Linked DNA regions of Ovis aries: region 2 is linked to region 1. A link is a contact called in public Hi-C data. All regions are on one chromosome and are shown on one strand. Each heading gives the region's core, a stretch centred on a gene start, on an enhancer-like site or on the middle of the called end of the contact. The rest is flanking DNA. Distances are from core to core; before and after follow the strand shown.

Evidence for each region. Hi-C and Micro-C count contacts between places; a contact is called where the count stands out from the background.
Region 2: a contact with region 1 is called in a Hi-C map of liver, with 7 times the contacts expected there. The contact joins two enhancer-like sites. A contact is called at or near these places in 3 of 16 Hi-C or Micro-C datasets (hypothalamus, liver and mixed tissues).

Annotation. Positions count from the first base shown.
Region 1 is chr9:43,732,645-43,740,012 of ARS-UI_Ramb_v3.0, forward strand. It overlaps VXN (vexin), which reads left to right. Exons shown (of 7, transcript XM_042254265.2): 4 at 952-1,013; 5 at 1,710-1,893; 6 at 3,886-3,977; 7 at 6,274-7,368. The coding sequence ends at 6,300. Among named protein-coding and RNA genes, the nearest start is that of VXN, 21 kb to the left of the region's middle. Within about 2 kb of position 2,492, at least 15 of the 54 cell types and tissues checked have an H3K27ac peak or open chromatin away from gene starts, as enhancers often do. A contact at or near this core is called in liver, where this site is marked.
Region 2 is chr9:43,865,756-43,873,123 of ARS-UI_Ramb_v3.0, forward strand. No RefSeq gene overlaps it. Among named protein-coding and RNA genes, the nearest start is that of VCPIP1, 12 kb to the left of the region's middle. Within about 2 kb of position 3,811, at least 11 of the 54 cell types and tissues checked have an H3K27ac peak or open chromatin away from gene starts, as enhancers often do. A contact at or near this core is called in liver, where this site is marked.

The sequences.
Region 1 (7,368 bases), core at 1,242-3,741:
ACAGTCCATGGAGTCACAAAGAGTTAGACATGACTGAGCATAGCACATTGGAGGAGGAGTGAGGATTGTAGTGAGGATTAAATGAGATGATGTTCATGTGTCCTACACTCAGCACAGCACCTGACTCAGTAAATACTGAAAAATACACGCTACTGTCATCACTTATGCCAGAGCATGACACATCGTGGTCTGATCTTGGTAGCCTATGACTACATTTCATTGGCATTGAGATGTTTTCCTTGGGGTCATGGGCGTGTTCTCTATGCTATAGTCTGATAGGATGGGGCTCTGCCAGGAACATCTGCCCCAGGAGGGACTCCATCAAAGGCCAGCTTCCCTCGCGCCCATCACTAGCTACTCAGCTCAACACCTGGATTCCCAGAAGCATGGGCCTCAGAAATGAAGGCACAGAAAGAAGGCTCCCACTTATACATCTCAGGCCAGTGTCTCAGGACACTGATAACCTCCAAACCTCCCACGTTATGAGGAAGGCTCATTTTCACAGAGGTGCATTCAAGAGCGCAGGTTAAATGTTTCTCCCAGCTGTAAAGAGTTAACTCCTGATAATGTCATGTGATATGACTCCTTAGGAAGGAAGGAGGAGCTAAAGGCACTGGGGTCCTCTGGGGACCTACTACAGGCAGACCCTGTACTGAACACCTTCACACATGTGATCTTGTTAAATCTTAGTTCTAGCCCCCTGAAGAGTGCCAGTAAATATTTTTGAATATTTACTGTGTCGGGCGATGTGCTGAGTGTAAGACACATAAACATTGTCTCATTTAATGCAGATGACCCGCTCGACAGTCGCCCCAATCCTGACCCTAGTTTGCCACTCAGTAAAAAGGCCCTTAGAAATTCCTACATTTGTGATTTGATTCGCTAACAATATAATTCATGCAGAACCAGAAGAGCACCACCGAGTAACATCCCCTCCGTTCAACTTTGCAGTGGGGACGTCAGAACCCAAATCAGCAAATCTGTGTGGGAATCGAACATATGGCAAAGCTTTGGTAAGTAATCTAGCCTGGTTAGCTGTATCTTCCAGGCTTTAAACATCTCGCCCTATCTGTGCCATGAAGGGAGAACAAGTGTCCTTTGTTCCAGGCCTGGGGATCATTAGAAAATTGCAGCTGAGGGTTCTTTGTTCCTAAAGCCTGTCAACTAGCGGTACACCACTGGCTGCTGCCCTCTTTCTTGCCAGATATTCAGCTCTTAGGCAAACAGAAGGTATTACCTAGCAGACATCTCACACAGGGCGGGGGAGGCAGTTTCTGTGGTATGTCCCCGCTGGGTGGAGGTGCCTGGCCAATTGCCAGAGGCAGCTATAGGGGTAAAGAGATGCAAAGGTCTCGAGTTCAGTGAAAGCACAAAACACCATCATCTCAGAGGGAACCCTCAACCGCCTCCCCCGGGAGCACTGAGGCAAGTGTCATCCACTGGGGTTGCCCGAGATGACTCCAATTGACCAAGGTTTTATATTTTCCCCTGGCTCTGTCATGGTATGCAGGCTGCCCAGGAGAGGGTGACCTTGGGCGAGGTGGCTCGTGGCGGCCAAGGACACCTGAAGAAGCCAAAAGCCACCTGCGGCGCACCCACCCCTAGTTGGATGGTTTGTCCTTTCCTGAAGGGGGATCACATAGTGCGTGTCTGGGTCTAGCTCAGTGTCACCCCGTGAAAACACATCTCCCTCATCATCTTCCGGGCAGGAACGTGGGTACCCTCAGGGTCAGCAGAGAAAGGGTGAAGTGGTGGCTGAAGGAGAGGTCAGCTTGGGCGTTCTGGACTCTGTGGGCATCAGATCTCAAGACTCATGCATCATGAGAACTAGAACAGACTGGAGAGAATGTCTCAGCCATCTGCTCGTCTTTATGGAACAGACTGGGCAGAGATGTGAGTGCTTTGCTCCTGGTATGGACAGGAAATCTAATTCAATTATTTCATTTGGGTCATCCCTGTATTAGGAAAATTGCCCAAAGGGCAGCGATGGGACAATCAAGAGCTCCCTGCCTCAACCCGGTACCCAGGGGCAACCCAGGGTGGTTTGGCTGTTGCCACAAAGTGAAGGTTGTCAGGCTTGACAGCTTGAACCACTGCCCTCAGCGAGCCCTGGCTAAGGGGAAGAGGGCAGTCCATCACGTTGGATTATCTTGCCCCCACCCTTGGAGAGGTAGCTGCAGTCGGGAAGTCAGAGAGAGAGGGGATGGGACAGGGTGGTGATGGAGATGTAACCACAACAGAGGGGCAGCAAGAGGGCAAAGCGGCAGCATGACTGACCCTTTCCTCTGGGCCTGAGACTTTGGGGCTAGGGTCCTGCAGCTCTTCAGAGGCCCATTATCCCAGGGTGGGGAGAGCAATTCAGAGCCCACACAGTCAAATCTGATTGGACTCTAATATGCGCTGGAGGAAACAGGATGGAGGACAGAGAGGAAAGAAGTGATTTTCTGGCCACTGGCACAACCAGAGGGACAGCTCCCAAGAGGCCACAAGGTGGCACAGTGGCTCTGCCCACAACCCTGGGCCAGGCCGGAGAGCAGGGGAAGGTGGATCCTGGTGTCCTTGACCTGGAATTTTCCAGCAATTCCAGGAATGTAGTGACCTTAAGCCTTCCCTGGGGCTTGGGGTGGAGGAGCAAAGGGGAGATCCACTGACTGAACAAACTCTGGACCTGGCCCTGCTCAGGCCCCCAGTTCCTTCTCAACTCAGTACATGTTTCTTGAGCACTCACCACCTCCTTTAAGAGGAGAGCCAGCAAAGGGTTAAGTCCCAGACCCTGATCCAGGCCAATCCATTCCTGGGGAGACTGCACAAGCAGAGGAAACAGAAGCGTAAAGACACGGAATTGGTGGGTTGCCAAAACATGACACACAGGGATTCAGTGCTGTGAGGACAAGCGACGCAGATAAGTCAACTTGGGCACCACCCTAAGGGAAGACTTCTTGGAGGAAGTGGCCTTGAAGGGCAGGCAGAGATGAGGCTCAATCCAGAGAGTGAAGGAAAGGTTGGGTGAGGATGCAGATTTGTGGGTGAGCATTAGAAAAGGCAGGACCAGCCCCTCTGGGACATGTAGGGGGAACAGAAGCAGATAAGGGGGAGTCCTGTTTTGAGGAGCCTTAAAGAGCAGCAGATAAAAAAATCTGCCTGCAATGCAGGAGACTCGGGTTCCATCCCTCAGTCAGGAAGATCCCCTGCAGAAGGAAATGGCAACCCACTCCAGTATTTTTGCTTGAAAAATCCCATGTACAGAGGAGCCTGGCAGGTTGCAGTCCATGGGATGACAAAAGAGTCAGACATGAAAGAGCTACTAAGCACACATGCATGAAGCAGGGGACAGAGCTGACTCAGTCCACCCTCAGTGGGGAGACCCTGCGAATCTGGGAGAGGCCTGGGGTGTGGGGCAGGTCTGGTGGGAAACAAGGAGATCCTGTCCCGGGTGACTGGCCCTGAGGCTCAGTGGAGGAGAATGTCACTGCTCTTGGCCACATTTCCAAGTGAGAACCTGCAGGATTTGACAACAAAGTGGACACAGATCATGGGGGAATTAGGGGGACAGAGGCCTCAGGCTGGAATAAGTTGCTCACTTTCACGTTTCTCTAGGTGAGTGGTTACCAAAGTGGGGTCTGGGGACCAGCAGCAGTTGAGAACTTGTTAGAAAGGCAGCTTCTCAGGCCAACATCAGACCTACTGAGTCAGAAGCGAGGGTGGGTCCAGTGCTGCATTGAATGCCCCCCTAGGGAAGCCTAGGGCCCACGGCGGAGTGAGGTCCATTGCCCTAGGTTGATGCCAGTTCAGCAGCTTAGCCAATCAATGCCCTTGCCAATGGCTCCAGCCAGTGCGGGAACTGGGGACAGGGCAACAACCTCACTCTCCCTTCTCACAACCCAGATGCCTCCAGTGGCCCGGATCTCCGTGAAAGCCCCCACGGTCCTGGAGGCGGCAGCCCCGGGCTCGGAGAATGTAGCTGTGCTGACCAGAGGGTAAGTGCTGTGCCTCCAGCAAGCTCCCAGGGGTTCCCCACCTGCTCCCATCCTGTGCAGAAGAGTAACAGGTGGCCTGGCTGACCAATCCCGGAGAGATGCTATAACAAAATCCCTGCCAGCCATAAACGACCTTCTAATGAGGGCTATAATCCCGGGTCTCTGTAGCACTTCGTTGACTATTTCACTAGGATTAAGCTCAAGTGTTTTTGATGGTTTCTACTTTATTACCGCCACTCTTTAGACCTGGAGAAGTGTCATTTGGGAGGAATTTTGGTCAATTAAGTAAATTAATCACAGGGCATGGAGAAGGAACTGGCAACCCATGCCAGTATTTTTGCCTGGAGAATCCCATGGACAGAGAATCCTGGTGGGCCACAGTCCATGGGGTCTCAAAGAGTCCAACACAACTGAGCGACTAACACACACACACACACACATACACAATCACAGGCCATACGCAGAGGCTCCTGAAATGCCTCACACATTAGGTTCAGGGCCCCTGCCCAGGTAAGTACATAAGATACAAAGGTTTCAACCAAATTTATGACCTGCATGTTACTATTAAGGTTTCCCTGGTGACTGAGTGGTAAAGAATCTGCTGGCCAATGCAGGAGACAAGGATTCGATATCTGAATTAGAAAGATCCCCTGGAGAAGGAAGTGGCAACCTACTCCAGTATTCTTGCCTGGGCAGGCCCATGGACAGAGGAGCCTGGCGGGCTGTAGTCCATGGGGCTGCGAGAGTGAACAAGATTGAGTGACAAAACTACAACAACAACATTACTATCAACTCTGCTCATGAACCAGCAGCTAGAATAGCCGGAGCAATACCCACACCCCCAAGGACCACCCCACTGCCTTCAACGGAACACTAAGAAGATAGCCACACCCCCACTACAATCCTCCAGACTTGGAGGGAGCAGGAAAGTGGCTTCAGGGATGACAAAGAGTGTGGGCTCTTGACTCAGTTCTGCCTGTGTGGCTGGCACTGCTGCTGACTTGCTGTGACTTCAGACAAGTTATTCAGACCTCTGTGTCCTCATTTCTTTAAAAACAAAACCAAAAAATGGGGATGATTATAACCTCTCGAGGGGTTATTGTGAGAACTGGATGAGATAATGTGTGGAGACCTTGCACCAACGATTGCATCATTTTTCAGGAACGCGAATGGGAACGACACATGCCTGGGCACATGTGACATGCTCATAGATGAGGGACCATGGGCTATCATATCAGCCCAAGGGGTGCACACCTTAAAAGCTGAGGGAGTTAAAGGAGGACCAGGCCAGTGTGAAGCCCTTTTAGATGAAAGAATGCAGTCTAGAACAAACAATAAAAACCAATTAATCGACATATTGAGAGGTGATGAGAGAAAAGTATGATTTCTTTCTCTTTTTTTGCCACACCTCAAGGCATGTGGGAGTTTGGTTCCCCAACCAGGGATAGAACCCACAGCCGCTGCATTGGAAGCACAGGGTCTTAGCCACTGGACCACCAGAGAAGTCCCCAAAGTATAGTTTCAATTGCATTAAGTTCTGGTAGCAAGTTGTTCTGAGCAGGTAAGGCTGCTGCTGATGGATGCAGCAAACAGCAAACATGGACCCCCTCAAGAAATGAGCCATTTGCCTCTACTGCAAAGCATTCTTCTAAATGGCCCCTTTGTCCCTGAGTGTAGATATTCTCATGTCATTTTTTCCCTGGACCCTGGCTATAGAAAAGAAAACAAAGGCCACTTCTTTCACTAAAGGAGAGCAAGTGAGGAGGAAAATGAATGTTTATTGAGGTCAACAATGTGCCGGATGCTTTATATAGTCTTATTTCCCTCCTCACAAAACCCCCAAGAGTTAGATAAAATTATCTCCATTCTACACGTGAGGAAACTGAGGGTGGCCGAGGTCAAGTCACTGAGGTCATAGAGTAAGTGGTAGCCAGATTCAGCCCCAGGGCTGATTCACTTTCAAGAGCTGACGCTTGGTAACGTCTGACCTTTCCAGCAAAATCGTTCAGGTTGAGGGGTGGGGCAGGGGTGGGAGAGTAGAGTTTGGAACAAGAGCAGAACTTAAGATCCATGCGCCGGTGGACCCAGGTCCACCTCCTTCCCTTCTACATGCAAGGACCCCCTGGGGTAGGGTGAGGGGTGTCATTTCTGCGTGAGGCCCACAGTGACCTTCCACGTGGTCACAGGTCATAAGGGCCCAGGAGGATCAGGGGCTTCAGCTACACTTGTCGGGGGGCAACAGTTAACAGGCTCAGCAGAATGACCACTCTCCCTGCCCACCTCGGCTTTTCTGTAGATCCAGACACCTCAAGAAGATGACTGAAGAATTTCCAACCCTCCCCCAGGGAGCAGAAGCCTCCCTCCCGCTAACAGGAAGTGCTCCCTGCGGTATGCCCAGCATCCTCCGGAAAATGTGGACCAGGCACAAGAAGAAGTCTGAGTATGTGGGAGCTACCAACAGCGCCTTCGAGGCTGACTAAAGATGACACCCACCCCTGCACTGGCCCCAGTTCACTGCACAAGGGGAGGAAACTTCCGGATTGGAACTGAGCCACATACTCACCTCTGCTAGTAGCTGGCCCACGTGCCATCACCCTCCAATACTAACTCATCATCCCGGCTGAGGACATGGGACAGAAACCTCCCTCGAAGGCAAAAGGAAACTGTTCCCTTCTTCGAATTGATAAAGCCGTTGGTGTCAAAGTGACTTTGGGAGGTCATCAAGTTTATATCCCTATGTTTAAGTAAAATGGCACCAAAATCAAACCCACTTTCCCAACCCATTTTAAAGACCTCCAAGGAATCAAGCAGACAATTCCTCAGTCTTTCTTGGGAGTTGTTCTAATTTCTGGTATAAATGGAAGAGTTTGATATTTGAGGCACTTGTAAACACACTGGTTCTCACTGTTCCTGTTACTGTATTTATTTCATCTTGATGAGGTATGATTTTTAGTGACAAAGCACTTTATGTATTTACTTAGTAGTTCTAATATCTAATATCTTGAGGGTATCGTCAAGATCAGTTTTGATGATCATTTGGCATGATTGCATGAATTCTCTATTCTTTTACATGTGATTTTTCTATAGAAAAACATGATTTAAAATTTTGAATGCTAATCTTTTCTGAAATGGCACAGTCTAGTGAAATTAATAACACCTTGCTTGGGTATGATTATTTTAGCTTTTTAAAGTGTTCTCCCATCCATCACCTCTTACATTCACAAAATTCCTGTTAAAGAAAGCACAAGTATTCCCAGTCTACAGATGGGAAAGCTGGGGCCTTAAGAGTGTATGGAACTACATACCAGATACTAAATACAGGTCCTCATCCTCTGTACTAGACTGCTTGCTTTGCTTATTTTAGCAGCTGATTTAAGAATATGTCTCTGGG
Region 2 (7,368 bases), core at 2,561-5,060, 130 kb after region 1:
AAGTTGAGTCATCGCATGTCACTGAGAAACCTCAACAAAAGAACCAGCATGTTAACTGTCAGTGCCACATTCCAGTTAGAAGCAGAAATTGCACAAAACACACAAACGTGCTTATATTCACAACAACTTTAGCTGTGAGTGAACTAGTTACACACACAGAACTTGCTCTTTGGTTCCCAGCAATAATTAAATTATGTTGTGTAGTCTCTTAATTGTGCCCAACTCTGTGTGATCCCGTGGACTGTAGCGCTCCAGGCTCCTCTATCCATGGGATTTCCCAGGCAAGAATACTGGAGTGGGTTGCCATTTCTTTCTCCAGGGGCTCTTTCTGACCCAGGGATCTAACCCTTGTGGTCCTACATTGACAGATTCTTTGCCACTGCACCAACTGGGAAACCCTAATAATTAGATTAAATACTATTTAATCCAGATTACAAACACTCAAAAATACTAACCCTATCTTATAGTGAATAAGACTGCTTTACAGAGTTATTAAGTGATACTCAATTAAAATTGACATTCCAGGATTTTGTAGCTCCAGAATTCTTATGAAAATATGAAATCTGATTATCTTGCACTAGCAGCAAAAATCTTGGAAGTTATTAATATTTTGTGCAAACAGGTATCATTTGCACTGCCATTGTTAAACATATAGAGACACATAATATGGATCATAAGTTGAGTCTTATACTCACAAACCGAACATTTTACAGTTTTCATGGACATTAATTTTAAATGGATGGACCGAGTAACCATCGTCCTTGGGGCAGGAGAATGCTCATCACTGTGGTTATATTACAGTTTCCTCTTCTTTCTTTTTCTTTTCCCTCAATTTAGGACCTGAAGAGTAAAAGAAAGTTCAAGAATGTACTAAAAGAAAAACGTGTATCTTCATTCCGGGAACAATTTTGAGTTTTTCTAGAATGGTCAGACCTCTCTCTGAACCTTCTAGCTCTATGCCCTAAACACAGTCGTGCCGTTCATGAACGAAAAGTTAGAGCAAGAAGTACTTGACGCAGTTTTCGTATATATAGTTTCATAAGACCTATTTTAAAAGGCAAGGGAAGAGCCAAAGTATAAGCCAATACACATTTTTAGCCCTGTGAATCATGTATGTAAATTTATAATATTCCAAGATATAAATGCATCATAATGGTGATGGGCAAGAAGTTAAATCCAAGGCAGTCTGCAGGAGGGGGCTTTTATGCCAGTGAGTAGCAGTATACTGAAGAAATTACATGCGTGTTCTAAATTAAAGCATCAGCACTAGATGTCAGCAAATCTCAACGTGGAGAGAGTGATTAAGTGGATAGCATATCCCTGACAAGGACACCTCAGCCAGCATTTTCCCATATGAACATTTATTTTCAAATAGCCTGGCATTTGCTAAGGTGTGCTCCCCAAATTCTATGGCTATTAATAGGTATTGTCCAGGGAAGGATTCTACAGTCAGATACGTTGAGGAAAGGTTGAGTAAACTAAGTCTTCTTTTTTCTGCTGAAGAACTTCTCAGAGCCTTTCTAAGCTGATGACAACGTTACTCTTTCCAGAGAGCAGTGCTGACAGCTCCGAATGCCTAGGGAGAGGAAGGGCTTAGTGACCAGAGTCTGCTGGTAGCCCAAGATCCTAAGTTACACTTACTCTTTGCACAGTTTTATTTATTTACTTTTTTTGGTTTGTTTTCTTTAGAGTGTATATTTCAAGGGTGATTTGGGGATGGTGAAAGAAGTAATGGCCTATGCCACCTGGACCCTATTATTGACATGGAGCGTTTCTACACTTCTTTGGCTGCAAAACCATTTTGAATCTGTGTCAGAGGCACACTCTTTAGGAAAAACCAAGACAGACAAAGTTTGCCTCTCATTATGGTCTACCTTTATCTGGGTGCTTGAAAAAGAGTAAACTGCTTGCCCATATTTTCTGCTAGGATATGGAGGCTTTTTCCATTTAATGTTATACTCTAGTTAATATGTGGTTTTGTATAAGATGTGGGCAAAAGATTCACCTTATTTTATTTATCTCTTTATATTACAGAATACCAGTTGTCCCCAAACCTTGCATTAAGTGTGTTTTTGGTTTTGTTTTCAGGTCCAGAATCCTTCAGATCTACTTAGCAATAAGTTCAATATGTAAAATAGTTAAATGTGGATGAAATGAGGAAGGATGAGAGTTATTCCAACCGACAACACTCCCTATACCTGTTCCCACCCTCGCTATCTGGGAGGCTCCAGGGAGTATTTTGAACGTCATTGGAGTAATTCATCCCCCATAAATGACTTTAAAACACTATGTCTGTAATATGCTCCACTAAAATTTCTACCCATTTCATTTTTTTTTCTATTTTACTGCCAATTTCATACTTTAATTAATTTAGAACCCAAGAGCTTTATAATATAACAAAGGAAGAGATTGAAACATCTAATAGATGAGTAAAATAACAGTATGATTTGGGGGGCTACAACATTAGCATATTTCTTTTTAAAATAATATTTACTATTGGCAAGAGTTGACTAGATACCTTCAACATAGAGAAGACTAACTTGGTAAAACCATATATTGATCGATAATGTGATAATGTGTGTCACAAGTTTACAGGGTTGACATTCTTTTCCCTACCACATCACTTACAGAATTTAATCCTAAAGAAATTACCATAATGTATAGGAAATTTTTGCTGTTGTTTATATTACGGATATATTGAAAATGGTCCAAATGTTTAACAATGTGGGGCTGGTTGAATGAATCCTGGGACAGCCTTGAGACAGGATACTCTTCAGCCATTACAGTGATGTAAAAATAAAAGAATTTTATTGCTTACTGGTGATACATATGGCCCTGTACCAAGCACCTTAATCATATTGTCTCACTTAAGCCTAACAATATCCTTAGATGATAGGTATTAGCATTCCCATTTACAGATGAGAAAACACAGAAGTTCGAGCAGCTAGTAAAGTAGTGTTGCTGGAATTCAATCTCTGTCTGCTGTTAACTCTCATTCTTAATCAGTGTCCTAATGATGGGGGAGAATACTCACTTCTTACTTATAAGTTACTGTTTCAATGCAGTATAACTGACCTTAACAAACAAACAAAAGACCACACCCTCCTATATGCAACTCCTTCTTCCTAACTTTGGAAGTTACTTATCCTTAGTATTGTCCCCTTCATTCCACCCCCATTCCCCTTCCCCCAGTGAATCGACCTTTGTGGATGTATGTGAAGTCACTTCAGCCACTCCAGCTCTTTGTGACCCCGTGGATTGTAGCCCACCAGGTTCTTCTGTCCTTGGGATTCTCCAGGCAAGAATACTGGAATGAGTTGCCATTTCCTCCTCCAGGGGGATCTTCCTGACTCAGGGATCTAACCTCAGCCTCCTGCTTCTCCTGCATTGCAGGCAGACTACCACTAAGCTACCTTGTGTTAGGGGGCTTCCCAGGTGGCAGTAGTGGTAAAGAAACCGCCTGCCAATGCAGGAGATGTAGAGACTCATGTTCCATCCCTGGGTCAGGAAGACCCCTGGAGACAGGAATGGCAACCCATTCCAGTATTCTTGCCTGGAGAATCCCATAGAGAGAGGAGCCTGGTAGGCTACAGTCCATGGGGTCACAAAGTCGGACACGACTGAAATGACTTAGCATGCGTGCACACACCATGTGCTGGGCTTTAAATGCCCACTGAAGCCCAAGAGGACAAAGAGGACAGGAAGAAAAAGCCTCTTCCCCAGAGATTCCTGGAGCATTCTCTGCTCTAACCAGGAAGGTCTGGAGCAATGCCCTTTGTCCTAGAGGAGGTACTTTCACTTACTCATCTGTCCAGCATGACTCATGCCCAAGAGTGTGGAGTAAATGAAATTTTACAGTATTTATGTTTTTGTGACTTCTATAAACATGGCAGTGTGGAAAGAGCATGCATGGACTTTGGAATCAGACAGACCTGAGGTGAACTCCTGGCTTTGACACTTAGTAGTTGTGCAACTTGGGGCTAGTTAATAACTTCTCTGGGCAACCTCATCTGTAAAACAGGAATAATGAAGTCTGCTTCACAGAACTGGGTATGAACATGCAATGAGCCAGCAAAAATGAAAGTGGACCCTGTAGCCCCTGGCACACATAGACACTCAGACCTTTCCTTCCGCTCTCAGATTGTGGTTTGGGGGGCGAGCATCTGCCAAGTCTTGTGTTTATTTTTACACTTTTCTACTATATAAAGTACAGTGCTTTGTTTACAGAAGCGTCCTATAAATACCAGCTGAACAATGTTGGCATACATGAGCAGAAACTAAATCATGGGTAGATAGATTTTAGGTGTGGGTTTTTTAAAAATACTTATTTATTAATATTTATCAGAACTTAGTTGGGGCATGCAGGGTCTTAGTGGTGGCCCATGGGCTTAGTGGCCCTGCAGCATGTAGGATCTTACTTCTCCAGGGATCTAAGCCGCATCCCCTGCCTTGGGGCTTCCCTGGTGGCTCAGATGATAAAGAATCTGCCTGCCGTGTGGAAAACCTGGGTTCAATCCCTGGGTCAGGAAGATCCCCTGGAGAAGAGAATGGCAACCCACTCCAGTATTCTTGCCTGGAGAATCCCCCATGGGCAGAGGAGCCTGGTGTGCCATGGCTTTTACAATCCATGGGGTGGCAAAGAGTCAGACACAACTGAGTGACTGAATCTTTCACTTTCTTAACCGTTGGACCACCAGAGGACTCCCCTAGGTGTGTTTAAATATTTAATAAGTGTTTATCCTATCATAGAGAAACTGCCAACTGGAGATAAATGGGATGTGGAGTCAGGGCCTAAGCGTCAGCTAAATGGTTTCCTGCATGGAGCCACCAACTCCAAAGGGGAATGGGAATCAAGCTCTGGGCTCTAGACTCACTGAGCCCCTGAGAGCGCCATGTTTCATTGACTCAAAGGTAGCCTTCTGTGGGTAGATGACAGCCTGCCCTGGCCTATCAGTGTCTCTTTTGACATGAGGGGTTCCTCTTATAAACAATTTGCTATGCCCAGTTTAAATGTTTTCTTTTTATCTTTTAATTATAAATTCATGCAAGAAAGATATCATGTGAAACTCCTTTACCCATAAACTGACATTGCCATACTTGCTATAACTTTAAAAAATTTTTTTAACTTAATTTCAGACTTTTAGAAAAGCCAGAAGAATATTACAAAGAATTCCCATGCACCCTTCACAGTTTCCCAAGTGTTAATGTATTTGCTTATCCTTGTCTTTCTGTTAGATAGGCAGTTTTGGTTTTTTTTCCCCCTGAGCCATTTAAGATAAATTTCCCTCCCTCCCACTTTTTCCTTCCTTGTGTGTGTGTTAGTCGCTCGGTCATGTTCTCTTGGCAACCCCATGAACTGGGGCCCTCCAAGTTCCTCTGTCCATGGAATTCTCCAAGCAAGAATACTGAAGTGGGTTGCCATTTTCTTCTCCAGGGGATCTTCCCAATTCAAAGATTGAACTCAGGTCTCCTGCATTGCAAGCAGATTCTTTACCATCCGAGCCACAAGGGAAGCTCTCCTTCCTTGCTTGCTTTCTCTCAAATAAAACATTTAGGTAGAGCTGAGCTCCCCATTCCTCACCCAGCCCCTTTCCTCCCTCCTTGCCTTCCCTCACCTTTGTCAGGGAACCTGCTGGCTTGCGTGTTTCTGTCCTTTTGCTGTGTATGATTAGACCTAGAGATGAATTTTTGTTATTTTGAGACTTGTTTTGCAATCCAGAACTTGATCACTTTTATGAATGTTCTATATAAACCGAGAATTCTGCAAATGATCCAAAAGCTGTAAACTACTTACAACAGTGGCTAGCACAGCAAAAGCACCATAAAGTGTTAGATTTTTAATAAATAGCCATTTGGTTGTAAGTTATAAATAAAGCCCACTAGCTCATATTTTTATTATTGAAGTATAATTGATTTATAATATTATATTAGTTTCAGGTGTATAACATAGTGATTCAATATTTGTATGGATTATACTCCATTTAAAGTTATTATAAAATATTGGCTATATTCCCTGTGGTGTATATTATTTCCTTGGAGCTGATGTACTTTATACTTAATAGTTTGTACCTCTTAATCCCCTACCCCTATCTTGCCCCTCTGGCTCATATTTTTTAACTGTCTTGTTCAAATTGTATGTGTACAAGCTGTCAATTTTTAGAGAAGTGGGTTGAAATCTCCCTGTGATTTTAGAGCTATATATCTTCGCCTGTATTCTTCCAGCTCTTCCTCCTTGGCACAGAAGTGAGAGCTTCTAGTCATTGCCCAAATCCCAGCCCCTGATCCCTCCCATTAGTGAAGGCTGTGCCTCAGTGCACAGCAGAGACCTAGGATGAAGTTAGGACACTGGCTGAACAGCAGAGATATCACAGGGAAATGTAAGTTCATGAATTCAAACACGCCAGGAACCACAGTGGTATCATCTCCCCCGCGCAAGGTTTACTCTGCAACCAACTCATCACTTGCTCTACTCTGATGCTTTTCCTTTCAAATTCCCCCTGCTCCCTCAATCCTAATTCCTCGAAATCTTCAGTTAACTTTTCAGATGATACTCACCATACTCCCTTTTTCCAAAATTCCAACTCTAAACTTCAAGATTCGTATGATACTTACAGGACTAGCAGCTTAGTAAAAATGATTCTTAGCTAATTCAACAAAAATGGAAAGTCATTGGCTATACAGCGGTAAACAGAATACACATGGAGAAGAGTGCGGTAAAGAGACAAAAGTATAAACCCTAAGCAATTGTGAAAATTGATAAAAGAGGAAAGAACTGTTTCCATTAGGGAGAAAACAATGGGTTGGGGAGGATGTTCCAAGACAAACGACAAACTCAGGGAAGGTCATGGGCCAGGACAGACCTCGGCCATTTGGAGGGCTGACGGAAGTCAATGGGGCAGGAATATAGTGAGTATAGGTGAGTGGCCCAGAGGAGGCAGGAGACACACACAGGGACTAGCTCACATGGGCCTAGTGAGTCACGAGCATTTGATTTCACTCCAGGAACTGGAATCCACTGAAGGGTTTCAGCAGAGAGTGAGATACCTGTATTTACAGTTTTAAATATAACCCCAGCTGGTAGGTGGAGAGTGAGTAGAGAAAGTCAGACATGGAAGCAGGGATATCATTCAGGGCATCTTTGACAAAGGAAAGTTTTTGTGACCTCAGATTATTCTTCCCTCTTGTCAGAGAGTTTAAAAACCACAATGGCAAATAAAACAGACTTACAGTAACTTCATCTATAAAGAACTGTTTATGCAGTTTGCAAATAACTATCATAGACTCTTCACAGGTCTGGAAGGTTGAGACTGATAACCAAAACTCCCTTTCCCACTTTAAAGTTTAGAGGGTTTTTTTAAAAAAACATTT